4 separate regions of the Mus musculus genome follow, and regions 2, 3 and 4 are each linked to region 1. The links are chromatin contacts, called in public Hi-C and targeted proximity ligation maps. All regions are on one chromosome and are shown on one strand. The core of a region is the stretch at or near the end of the contact, and the rest is flanking DNA. Distances in the headings are between cores, read along the strand shown.

What was found. Hi-C and Micro-C count contacts between places; a contact is called where the count stands out from the background.
Region 2: a contact with region 1 is called in a Hi-C map of B cells, with 7 read pairs. A contact is called at or near these places in 1 of 484 Hi-C or Micro-C datasets (B cells), 1 of 130 datasets of targeted methods (bone marrow-derived dendritic cells) and 2 of 9 other capture datasets (adipose tissue and liver).
Region 3: a contact with region 1 is called in a targeted proximity ligation map of microglia, with 4 times the contacts expected there. A contact is called at or near these places in 1 of 39 promoter capture datasets (liver) and 3 of 130 datasets of targeted methods (bone marrow-derived dendritic cells, microglia and pancreatic cancer cells).
Region 4: a contact with region 1 is called in a targeted proximity ligation map of microglia, with 5 times the contacts expected there. A contact is called at or near these places in 2 of 130 datasets of targeted methods (microglia and pancreatic cancer cells) and 2 of 9 other capture datasets (adipose tissue and liver).

The regions. Positions count from the first base shown.
Region 1 is chr19:6,305,001-6,307,972 of GRCm38.p6, reverse strand. It overlaps Cdc42bpg (CDC42 binding protein kinase gamma (DMPK-like)), which reads right to left and starts at 1,516. Exons shown (of 37, transcript NM_001033342.1): 1 at 1,098-1,516. The coding sequence starts at 1,257. It overlaps Gm52380 (a long non-coding RNA gene), which reads left to right and starts at 1,427. Exons shown (of 3, transcript XR_003952842.1): 1 at 1,427-1,509; 2 at 2,261-2,338.
Region 2 is chr19:4,792,465-4,795,436 of GRCm38.p6, reverse strand. It overlaps Rbm4 (RNA binding motif protein 4), which reads left to right and starts at 1,428. Exons shown (of 4, transcript NM_001290122.1): 1 at 1,428-1,621; 2 at 2,617-2,972. The coding sequence starts at 2,628. It overlaps Gm21992 (predicted gene 21992), which reads left to right. Exons shown (of 3, transcript NR_157185.1): 2 at 1,428-1,621.
Region 3 is chr19:4,941,649-4,944,620 of GRCm38.p6, reverse strand. Peli3 (pellino 3) reads left to right here and starts at 1,529. Exons shown (of 7, transcript NM_172835.3): 1 at 1,529-1,683; 2 at 2,709-2,861. The coding sequence starts at 2,710.
Region 4 is chr19:5,084,004-5,086,975 of GRCm38.p6, reverse strand. It overlaps Tmem151a (transmembrane protein 151A), which reads left to right and starts at 1,485. Exons shown (of 2, transcript NM_001001885.2): 1 at 1,485-1,678. The coding sequence starts at 1,604.

The sequences.
Region 1 (2,972 bases), core at 267-2,766:
CTCCTGGACAGGATGCCTAATACCTTTGTCTTGCCAGAAGGGGTGGGGGCTCTGGGCAGGAGCAGGGACAAGTTGGGGCAGGAGAGGCGTGAGTCACACCCGGCCTTGGAGTTACCTCGGGAGAAGTCAACAGACATGCCCTGTGTTGGGGTCCCAAGCAGAGGTGCCAGAGGCAGGCAGGGAGAAACACACATATGTGTAAACACACACACATGTGCCACATGCACACACCCAGGTACAGGTGTCATGTGGGAGTGATGACAAATCAGACACTTGTAAAACACAGAAGAGTCACAGAGAAACAGGCAGGCAACGGGGGCAGGGCCGTCTAACTGCTCTCACCCCAGAAAGAAATGGCAGGACTGGCTGGTAGACCCCCATCCATATTTGGCCTAGCCTTGTGTCTGCCCATAGCTCAGGAGCACCAAGAACTCTGATCGCCTACAGGGTAAACACCCCATGTTTCAGGCCCAATTCCCATGCCCTCCTCACCAAAGCCTGGCCAGATGTGTCCAGTGCCCACATTGGGTTTAGGATCACCCTAAGTCAGCCATTCCCAAGGATTCAGACGAATCAAATAAAACCACTTCTAACAAGACCCCAAATCCTCCAAAGGGGTTGAGGTTGGTTCTTGGTCCCGGCTAGGGATTGAAGTAAGGAGACTTGTCTGCAAGGTGAAGGACGAGGACTTTTGAGTGTGTGACAGGTGAGAGGGGTCCTAGAACAAAGTGCCCGTCCTCTTGAAGAACGGAGGAAATAGAGAAAGTCTGTATGTTTATGTCACACAAAACGGTGTCCGCCTAAATGTATGTTCTAGGTAGAGCATGAGGTGACCGTTGTGAAAGATGTGTATTGGCAACATGTCTGGGGTCTGTAGCAGGGTATGTGGGAAGTGTACCTTATGTACCTGTCTCTGGGAGTTTGAAGTAAGGTGCAGGTGAGCGAGCGGGCTGTGGAGACCAACGGCAAGCGTTAGATACAGCACAATGAGGAAGTTTCAGGAATATGCCACTCCCGGGAAAAGGTCTGGGGGCACAAAGCTCCAGGTGTTGTCGTCCCTCCAGCTTCCCTTCCCGGGTGTTGCCCGGACCACTCACCCCAGCTCAGAAACTGCGCCACGTTACGCTCCCGGCGCAGGGGGGCGCTGCTGAGCTCTTGGTGCACCCCCAGCAGCAGATCCAGGAGGCCGTCGAGCCCTGGGCTGCCACCAGCTTCGCCCCGTACCAGCTGCTCCAGCGCACGCAGCCGCTGCTCCATGGCTGCCGCTGGAGCCCCGAAACCCGGGCTAGAGCCAGGCCGCCCGCATGCCCCGTCCGTCCGTCCGCCCGGCGGTCCGTCTGTGGTCCCGTGGCTCGTTCTGCGCGGCTTCCCCCCTCCCTCCCGCCCTCCCCGCTGTCACCTTCCTCGGTCGCCACCCGCGCTCCTTCACCTGGTCGCCCGCCCCGCCCTCCAAGCCCGCCCCCGACGGACGGGCAGGTGCGCGCCGGCCAATGGGAGCCGCGGCTGAAGGTGAAGGTGGGAAGGCGGAGGCGCGCGGGGGCGGGGCCGACCCTCGTCCAGGAAGTGGGAGGGCGGGCCACGAAAAGTAACTCCTGGGCGGGGTTGGAGGGGGTCCGTTGGGGTCGCAAAAGGCCCCTCTGATCACGGTGCCACCCCAGTCCCAGCGCCACCTAGACCCTCATGAGACACTAACCTAGACAGAGCCTAGCGCAACTTCCCGCGGGACCCGGCCAGCGGCCTGTCCCTTAGCCAGGCCAGAGGGGCTAGGGACGGTTGCGGCCCTGAAGCCGGATGGGAGTTGTAGTCCGCTCTGGCCTCGGTTTGAAAGCGGCGCTAAGGCAACACACCCATCTACCCCCAAAAGTTTCTGATCTCCTTTAAATCCTTAAAACTAACCCAGAGACATGTAGTTGAGGTAGGATGGGCACACTCATTTAGCATGAATACACTGCGGCTTTGGAAGGCTGAGGGTAGGGGGTCTCTGAAACTAGATTCTCGTGTGGACCTAGATGGGACTGATTTTCAAGGCTTTGGCGGGAACAAGGCCCTGAACTGGAACGTGGAGGGCACAAGAAGTTTGAGATGTGCTGATGGAGGCAAAGGAGGTGGAGGTGCTGGCTGTGTCCAGGGAGGTTTTTTATTTCTGGCCATCTGTGTTGGTCTTGATGGTGACAGGCCAGATACCAAAGAGAAGGGTGCTCTGGTGTCTTTTGAACAACTTGTTTAAAGGCCTACTTAGAGGGCTTGCCTCTCCTTCCAGACTGCAAGCTGAAGACCTTGACAGGATCGAGTCATCAGCGTTGAGGGAGGAAGCATTCTGAATGTTTGCAGGGGCAAAGTGAGTGGGACACCCAAATCCCATCTAACGGGGTCTAGAAACATTACAGGGGTTATGTTGGGGTGGTGGTGTGGGAGTGCACGCCTTTAATCCCAGTACTTGGGAGGCAAAAACAGGTAGATCTCTGGGATCCAGGCCAGCCTGGTCTTCAGAGTAAGTTCCAGGACAGCCAGGGCTATACAGAGAAACCCTGTAAAAAAAAAACAAAACAAAAAAAAAAAAAAAAAAAAACCAACCAACCACTGTAGGTCTCTCATTTGATCTTTACAGAAGCCCCTTCTCCATGAGGTCCACAATTTGAAATGGGGAAAACACAGGCATATATTTCTTTCCAGATCTATCAGGCTGGGAAAGAGACTCAGGATTCAAATTCAATGCCATGGCACTGCCAAGGGAGGGTCAGGGAGGGCAGACTGGAGTTTGGATTTACGGTTTTTGTTGTTGGTGTTGTTTTTATCCTCTCATATAAACTAGGCTGATCTGGAACACACTATGTAGTCAAGAATGACCCAGAATTCCCAGGCGTACTGCTTCAACTTCCTAGTTCTTAGATTACAGGGTGAATTGATGGAGCCTACTGGCTCTCTCAGGGATTCTGAACCTCCTCAGCACAGGGCAGGGCTGGGGCCCACAG
Region 2 (2,972 bases), core at 179-2,678, 1.5 Mb after region 1:
TTGCTACTGTAACCCCAACCTCCAGGAATTTTGGCATAAGAAAGATGATTAAACTGAGAGAAAATGATTTCTATACCCTATGCATTTCTGGGTGCATATTGAGATGTGGCTGTGCATTTTAGATCCCCTCTGAAAGGGCCTGTGCAGGACAGCAGAACTTGTATTACAGATCTCAGGTGGCTTTTACTCAGTCTCAGGTGCTGCAGAATGAAGCCATGGCCATATTTAATGTCATATTGTTACTTTTTAAGGGGCCTATTTCCTAGCCTTAAATTATAGACTAATTTTCTGCTATAGAATCCAGTAGCTTATTTTCTGTCTCTGCCTTTTGTTTGACTTTTTCTTTCTTTTGTGGCAGTTTTGGGAGGTAGTATGCTCTATTTGTTATTTTACTCCCAATCATCCTGTTCTCATGAAGTTCCCCCTGCTTTCTGCCTGTTCACCTTTAAGTTCTCCATTCAGCACCTTTCCCGGTTATCTCCATCTTAAGAAGCTGCGTTGCAGAGGGTCATGACTAAAGTTGCTTGCTCAATGAGTATGGGATTATGTGAAGCAGCCAGTGGGTGAGAAAAATGTGATGAGGGAATTTGGACCCTGTGAAGAATGTTCGTTTGTACTTGTTTACAGCTGATTGTCACAAGCCTTTTTTCCAAGGTCAGTTTTAGGGAATTTAAACTTAGTTTTGGCTAATGGAGCCCAATAAAACCAAACAAAATCAAAAATTGCTGTTCCCGTTTTTTGTTTTGTTTTTTGTTTCTTCTCTTGGCGGGGTGAAGTTGGGGTGGGATGGGGTGTCGATTTTCAATCTCTGTTTTTCACACCTTTTGGGGAGGTGGGAGGCTGTTTCCTAAAGGGAACCTTAACCCCTGTGTCTCCTACGTCTCTGACCACCCTATTGTCTGGGCCATTGAACTGTTATCGAAGCTGGATCCACTGACTGTTTTAGAGTTTTAAAATTACATAAAGATACTTATAATTTTGGTAACTTGAGACTCAGAAGGACTACATTGGAAAGTGGGGGTTGCTTTTTAAGTAGGGGCGGGAGCTTGGCTATCGCCGGGAGGTCTGGGTAGGTTGACTGATGCAATATCCACGTTGCGGGGCGTGGTGACGCTCAGCTAGGGACCGGTGCGGAATTGTGGTGACAGAACTTGAATTTTGTCAGGATGTGCACGTGTAAGTGACAAAATGTGAAAGCTTAACAAAGTTGGGAGCCACGAAGCTACAGGTTGCCCCACTGACGCACGGCACCTTGTTCATTCTGCCTAATGGCTGGCCGCGCTTTGAAGAATTCCGCGTTTCTAGCTCCACCTTCAGATGGACCTCTTGCCCAATCAGTGGCTTCAGTTTCACTAGGCTGGGTGCTCATTGGCTTTCATATAAAAGGTCCAGGTTACTGACGTTTCCACCTCTTCCTGGCCTCTCAGGTAATTGGCGTTCCGGGTAACCAATCAGGAAGAGGATCTCCGGGAACGCCAGCCTTTTACTTTACCGAACGGCCAATCCGGTGGGTAGGTTCACCCCTCTTTCTACCCAGAGTCACTGCTGTGGCCGCCGCCATTTTAGCGTTTTGTCAGAACCGTCCGCGCTGCAAGGAGGAGGACCTGCAGGTATCCATGCGGTGAGATACTCCACGTTCTTCCACTGTGTTCTTTTCTCTGTTAAAAAAACTTACCTGACTCCGGTGGGTGTCAGGGTTGGCATAGTGGGGTTGCGGTCTGCGCACCCGTCCCTGAGAGCCGACATCGGTCCTCGACTTAGTGCGGTAAGCCTGAAACAACCTTCCTCCAAGTCCTCGTTCTCTACTCCCGGAATAGCTTTCTTTTGTCCACCTTACCCTCTGCTTTGCTCAATCTTCTTTGGGGTTTCCACCTAGATAAATCTTAGATTTAGGCTGGAGAATCTGTCATGCCCTGGGCATTGTTGGCTTCCTCACCAAACTGTAGCACCAGTCTTTGACCAGTTCTTCTGTAGGAGCCTGTAATGACATGCCCCACCCCCACCCCCACCCCAGAGGACTCCTCCTACTCGGGCATTTTCTATATTTCCCTGCTTTTTATCTGGTTGATCCCGGAACTCACTACTCCGAGTGAAATTCCCACTTTTCCGGAAATGGTTGCTAAGAGAGGAAGAGCTAATTTGAAGTAATTATAATTAGCAAGTCTAGTAGTTAGAATCTTGTTTTCAAATGTCAAAGTGAGTAGCTCTCAGTACCTGTAGCATTTTTTTTATTTATGCTGAAAACTTAGAGCGTTATTCCTTTGTCTGGGGCAGGGGAAGTGTAACTCAGTGGCGGAATACTTGCCTATAATGTACCGTGCTGTAGGTTGGAGCCACACCGCAAAATCCCCTTTGTCTACAAAAGTCTGCCTTGTTACATTTTTCCTCTTTATAGAACTTCTTGTGAGAAATAGAAGCAGGCTCTTGTTGAACTCCACATTTGTTACTGATTGGAGATGTAAGAGCATGCCTGTAGGAGAAAACTTTTGGGACTATGTGCTAAAGTGAAAGGAGATGATGGGAGCCATTTATTTATTTGATTTTTTTTTTCCCTTTTTTTAACAGTTGCTATGGACTTGAGGTCTTCTCCTAAAAATCTTGTTTCTCTACTTGCAGGCTGTGTGGAGATGGTGAAGCTGTTCATTGGAAATCTGCCCCGGGAGGCCACAGAGCAGGAGATCCGCTCACTCTTCGAGCAGTACGGGAAGGTGCTGGAATGTGACATCATTAAGAATTATGGCTTTGTGCACATAGAGGACAAGACGGCCGCTGAGGATGCCATACGCAACCTGCACCACTACAAGCTGCACGGAGTGAACATCAATGTGGAAGCCAGCAAGAATAAGAGCAAAGCTTCAACCAAGTTACACGTGGGCAACATCAGCCCCACTTGTACCAACCAAGAGCTTCGGGCCAAGTTTGAGGAGTACGGCCCAGTCATCGAATGTGACATCGTGAAAGATTATGCCTTT
Region 3 (2,972 bases), core at 280-2,779, 1.4 Mb after region 1:
GGCAGAACCTCTCAGGAAACAGCTATATATCAGACTCCTATCAGCAAGCTCTTCTTGGCATCTGCAATAGTGTCTGGGTTTGGTAGTTGCACAACTGAGTCCATCTCTAGTTCATGGCAGCTTTCAAAGTCAGGAGTTCATCAGGTTTGGCGGCCCTTGCTTTTAACTCCAGCTTTTTGGAGGCTAGTCTGATGATGTACATGGTGAGCTCCAGGCCATTCAGGGGTATACAGTGAGACTCTCAAAACTAACAAACAAGCAAACAAAGTAAGGGGACTAGAGATGGCTCAGTGGCTAAGTGCAATGGCTGCTTGCTCTTTCAGAGAGCCTGGGTTTTTATTATTATTATTATTATTATTATTATTATTATTATTATTAGACAGGGTTTCTCTGTATAGTCCTGGCTGTCCTGTAACTCACTCTGTAGACCAGGCTGGCCTTGAACTCAGAAATCCGCCTGCCTCTGCCTCCCAAGTGCTGGGATTAAAGGCTTGCGCCACCACTGCCCAGCTCTGGGTTTGATACTTAGCACTGGCATGGTGGCTCACAACTGTTTGTAACTCCAGTCCCAGAGAATTCGAGTTTCTGGCCTCTGTTGGCACCAGGTAGGCATACAAGTGGTGCACAACCATACACGGAAGCAAAATACTCATATACATGAAAATAGATTTAATATAAAAAAAATAATGAGTCGTTCAAGGGCTGGAGATGTTGGTAAGTGGTAAAGTGTTTATCAAGGTGTATGAAGCCATGGGCCAGATCCTCTCTTGGTTCCTTTGTAGCAAGCCATTTCTGTAAATCTGTTTTGTGGCATCGGGGACAGGGGTGACAGGCCACAATTATCGTACCCGCCTTCCAAGGATTACAGGACTTAATTTGCCCAAATTCAACCCAGAGAGCCTGGTACTGACAGAAGAAAGCCTGTGGCCCTGAGGGACCGAGCACCCCAAAGTGGGCTTTCCTTTGAGGCTTTGCAAAGGATAGAAGCATGCTGTTGGGAGGGGAGGTCAGTGATTCATGTCTCTGGACACCAAGGAGGCCAGAGCTCACTGATTGTTGCACAGAGAGAAAGTGGTCGCGCTGAACTGAAAGACAGATCTGCACTCGAGACAACCGCAGTGGCTTTCCTCAGCCTCCACGGGTGATGCACCTTCCTCCGCCTCTTCTAGTAGTTTCCTTCCCTCTGTTTGCTCTGGGCTTCTCTGTAATTCCGAGATTTCCCCATAAAGGAGGCGGGGTCTTGGAGCAGCGGGTGGGCAGTCGCTAGTCTTAGGTTGGGAAAAGGAGCCTCTAGATTACTGTGTGAAAGGAGGCTCCGGTCTCGGGGAGAACCTAGAAGACCCCAGAATGAGGGTGAGGTGTCCGGAGCCTGGAATAAGAGAGGGGTCTTGTAGACAACCTCTTTGGCTTCCCAGACTACAGCCAGGCTTAAGCCGCAGGAGGCGGAGCCTCGGGGTAAGGTGGGGCCTCTAGGGGCGGAGCCGGGGCGGGGCGTGGGGCAAGGGGTGGGGCGTGGAGGTTTGTGTGCACATCCCTCCCTCCTCCGGGCCTCGGGTGTCCCCGTGACGAGGCTGCACCGAGCAGCCGCGGGCCGGGCCCATCCCGCCGCGGCAGTCCCGGGGCGCAGTAGAGGTGAGGCGGGTGGGGGCCAGCAGCACACAGAGAGCCCCAGAACGCCGCCAGGTGAGGCTGGCGAGGTGGGGGGCGGGGGGCTGTGTTGGGCGTGCGTTGGGGGCGTGTTTGAGTATCTGGGGGTGGCGGGGTTAAGAGAGCGGGTCTGAGGGCTGGCGCCTGTGGCTGTTAGCGCGGAGGCGCGTCTCTGCCGTAGGAGTTCTTGGGTATGCTGTGCCAGTCTAGGCACTGCCCGCGGGACTGACAGCGTGCGCGCGCGTATTTGTGAGGGGCCGCCTGGTGTGTATCTGCGTATGCTGTCATTGTGCCCTTCCCGAGCACGGGGTGCAGGCCTGCCTCTGCGCAGACCTTCCAACGTTGGGGCTGTTAACAGCCTGCGGGCGACTGACTCTGCTGCAGGAGGTGCCCGACTGGGGAGCGCCGCCCCCACAGGCCTCCAGAGACCTAAGCGGCCTGAGGACCACAGACAGACACCTGAGGGAGGGAGGGATCTGGAGGCCTGCCTGCATTGCCAGGCTAAGATAGGGAGACTGAGTCAGGTGGGTGGTAAGACAAAGGCAGACAGATAGAGGAAGGATAGAAGTAGGGACCGGAGTGGGGCGAGAACAGGCAGAAAAGGACGTGCTGGGAGGACAGAGAGTCATTGAGAACAGACAGACTGACAGAGGCCTAGACCTGCTGCAAAAAGGGCAATAAGATTAGAATGAAGACAGACACCCAAGAACCTGACAGAGAGCTTAACTGAGGTCTTGGGGTTAAGAGCTTAAGCCAGGAATTAAGTCTGAGTCTAGAGGTCTCTTAAGTCCTGGCTGCCCCTCTGCCAAACACATTCCATCCAAAGTTGGTATATTGCTCTAACCGACCAAACACTCTGACTCTGATTTTGCCATTTGTTTCTTGGTCTTGTCTCACCAGTCTCCCTCCTTGGTATCCCAGCAACCTCACCATTTGGGGGAAAGGAAGTAGTTATAATAACAAGTGTTGACGGACCATTCTTGCCTTGTGTCTAGCCAGAGCCTGAGAGGAGCTGGGGTGGGAAGTTGCAAGGTTCTTTTCTCTTCTCCCACTGTGCTCAGAATGGTGCTGGAAGGAAACCCTGACGTGGGATCCCCCCGGACCTCAGACCTCCAGCACCCGGGGAGCCAGGGCTCTTGCATCCTGTCTTGTCCTGGTGAAGAAGCACTGGCAGGCGAGGAGCCCATCAAGTATGGTGAACTCATCGTTCTGGGGTGAGCCTCCCTAGTCCAGGAGTGATGTGCTTGGGTAACTGTCCCTCAGGTCAGCCAAGATAACAGTGTGCACCGGCTGCTCTCCCAGGACTCTCTGCTTCTTGCCACTTT
Region 4 (2,972 bases), core at 236-2,735, 1.2 Mb after region 1:
GGCAGAGGCAGGAGGATCACGAGTTCAAGGCCAGCCTACAAAATCACGAGTTCGAGGTCTACAAAATAGTTCCAGGACAACCAGGGCTATACAGAGAAACCCTGTCTCAGAAAAAAAAAAAAAAAAAAACAACCAACCAAACAAACAAACAATCAAAAAAACCCAGAGGTCCTGACTTCAATTCCCAGAAACCACATGGTGGCTCACAACCATCTGTAATGGGATCTGATGCCCTCTTCTGGCATGCAGGTGTACGTGCAGATAGAGCACTCATACATAAAATAAATACACCTTTAAAAAATAAAAATAAAAGGGGGGATCACTTTAGCCCTTACAGAGGGACAAAGGGAACGGAGGCTTGACCATGGCCCAGAGTGATGGCTAGAGTCTGGGTTCTAAACCCCTCTTTAATCAGATTTTCCCTGAATATTTTCCATGAGGACAGGAACTATGTCATTCCTAACACCTATCTATGTCTTCCTAGTGCCCAGGCACACTAACTACATATAGACAATAGCCAGAAAACATTTAGGCCCAATAAGTAAACAAATGGGTGCGGTTGGAGAGATGGTCGCTCTTCCAAAGGACCTGCTTAGATTCCCATTATTCACTCAGCAGCTCACAACCATCTATCATTCCAGTTCCAGGGGATCGAACACCCTCCTCTGCCCTCTGTGGGCACTGCTTGTATGTGGTGTACAGACAAACATACAGGCAAAACACATATAAAATAAAATAGTAATTTTAAAAGTAAACACAAAATAAGCAAAGATGGAGGACAGTGAAATATACTTTTAGTCCCAGCTCAGGAGGCAGAGGTAGGTGAATCTCTGAATTTGAGGCCTCTGAAATGTGAGAAACCAGCCCCGTGAGCTATACACACCTGAGAAAAGGGTGTCCCATGCAGGGCAAACCTATCACACACACACCCCGCCCCCGCCTGGCCTAAACATGCTAGTGACTTTAATCCAACATATTATCATTCCCATTTCTCAGATAGAAAGGCTGAGTTTATGGCTTGAACATGCTGGTCAAAAGTCGCGCAGCCTAGAGTTCCTGGTGCCCTGGCTCCAGCCCACCAGCCTGTAATCCAGCAGATGAGACTGTCTTTCCCTTCTGGGTATTAACTGTCAACAAGCAAAGCTTATGGGGTGAAGTCTGGGTGGGCTTAGTGCTGGGCCTATTCCCTAGAGAGGAACCTGCGGACGTCCACCCACCATGGCCGTCTTCATTACTCAGTTGGGGAGACTCGGGTGCCGCAGAGCAAGGACTCGCCCAAGGTCGCAAGCGCGAGCGCGGCTAGAGAAACCAGGCGTCCGGCGGTCCAGACTGGGCTTCCCACAGGCGAGGGGGTGGAGATGGGGTGTGCCCGCGGTGCCAGGCGCGGCCAGCGGCGCCACCGGTGCTGCGGGGGCGGGGTCAGCGGAGGGCGGGGCGCCGGGCACCGCGGCCGCCAACGCCGCCGCGCTCGGGCTGGGCTCCGCGCACTCTTCAGCGGCCGCCGAGCCGAGCGGACGCCCCTCGGGGCCGCACCGCAGCCCCCCCGCACCCCTGCTTATCATGCCCCGAGCCAGGGCCTGGCAGCCGAAGCAGCCAGGACACCATGCCGGAGGGCGAAGGTGGAGACTGCGGGGAGGTGCCCGCGCTCGTTCCGGACGGCGAGCCGCTGCGAGAGGAGGTACCGGGGGCGAGTAGTGGGAAAGAAGCCAGGGCTGTAGAGAGGTGAAGGGGACAAGTAGAGGGGCGATCCCCGGAGAGGGATTGAGGAGGAAAGTCCCGGAGCCCCTCCAGCAATGACGTCATTGGGGAGACAGCGTTCTGGTAGGGGTCGAGGCTTCGGGATCCACGTAGGTCAAGGCAGGAATAGATGGCAGGAATGTAGGGGAGACCCTGACCCTCGACGCCCCCTCAACCATCTTCTCCTGTCCTGTGACGTCAGCCCCTGTGGCCCCCACACGTCCCTGTTCCATAGCGCAGCCGGGGATGCTGTCCGTGACTGCTTGGGCCATGGGGTCAGGCCCCCAGTCCAGCCCAGTTGCTCACGAGGTGTCGGGCGGTGCCTGCAATGCAGTAGCGGTGGCAGGGACTGGAGGTGGGGGAGGGAAAAACGGAAGAGAAAGGAGCGGAGCCTGCTGATACCTTTCTCTCCCCCACCCCCAGGTGAGGACTGAGGGCCCACTCCAGTGGCTGAGATCCCCAGACCCCCTCCCCAGCTCTAGCTAGGAGGATGTGCCAAGTGTAAGATGATAGGTGTGGAAAACAGGGTGGTGTGTGGTCTGCATGTGTGAGCGGATATAAATGCATTTTGTGGTGTGTGTGTGTGTGTGTGTGTGTGTGTGTGTGAAAGAATTCTGGTGATGTGTTCCCTGTGTCTTCAGTAGAAACATATATACCCTGTAGTCAGGTGAGCCTCTGGTGGGTCCCTTGCCTTGGGTCTTCACCCAAGAGTGTGGGTGTGTATGATTTCATGCTGTGCCTCTCTAGTGTGTTGCTAAGTATGGACTGTGGGTGTCAGGTTGCTATAGGGTGGGGTAGGCATGCACTGTGGTCAGGTGAGGGTCTTACATGTCTAGGTGCCAGAGTGTAACATGTATGTGCATATGCCCTGTGCTGATGTGGTCTTGAGTGTGTGGGTGTACCTTGCTACAGCCCTGATGTTTGTTCTCTGAAAATAAGTGAGGTTCTGTTGTTTCTTAATGAGCGATGGTGTTCCTTTGTGGTAGGTGGGTCTATGATGAGCCTGTGTTGGAGGTGTGGATGGGTGGGTGTGTGCCCCTGGCTGGCACAGGTCTAAGTGGCAGAATGCACCTGTAAATTTCATGCACCATGGGACCAGGCTGCTCTGGATGGGTCTGGGGGCCAGTCTCCTCTCCTTTTGGGCCTCTCGAGGTATGGTAGGACTGAGTAGGTGACATTACCCAGACTCCCACTCTATACCCTCCACCTTTTCTCTCCAGTTCCCTTTCCCCTTC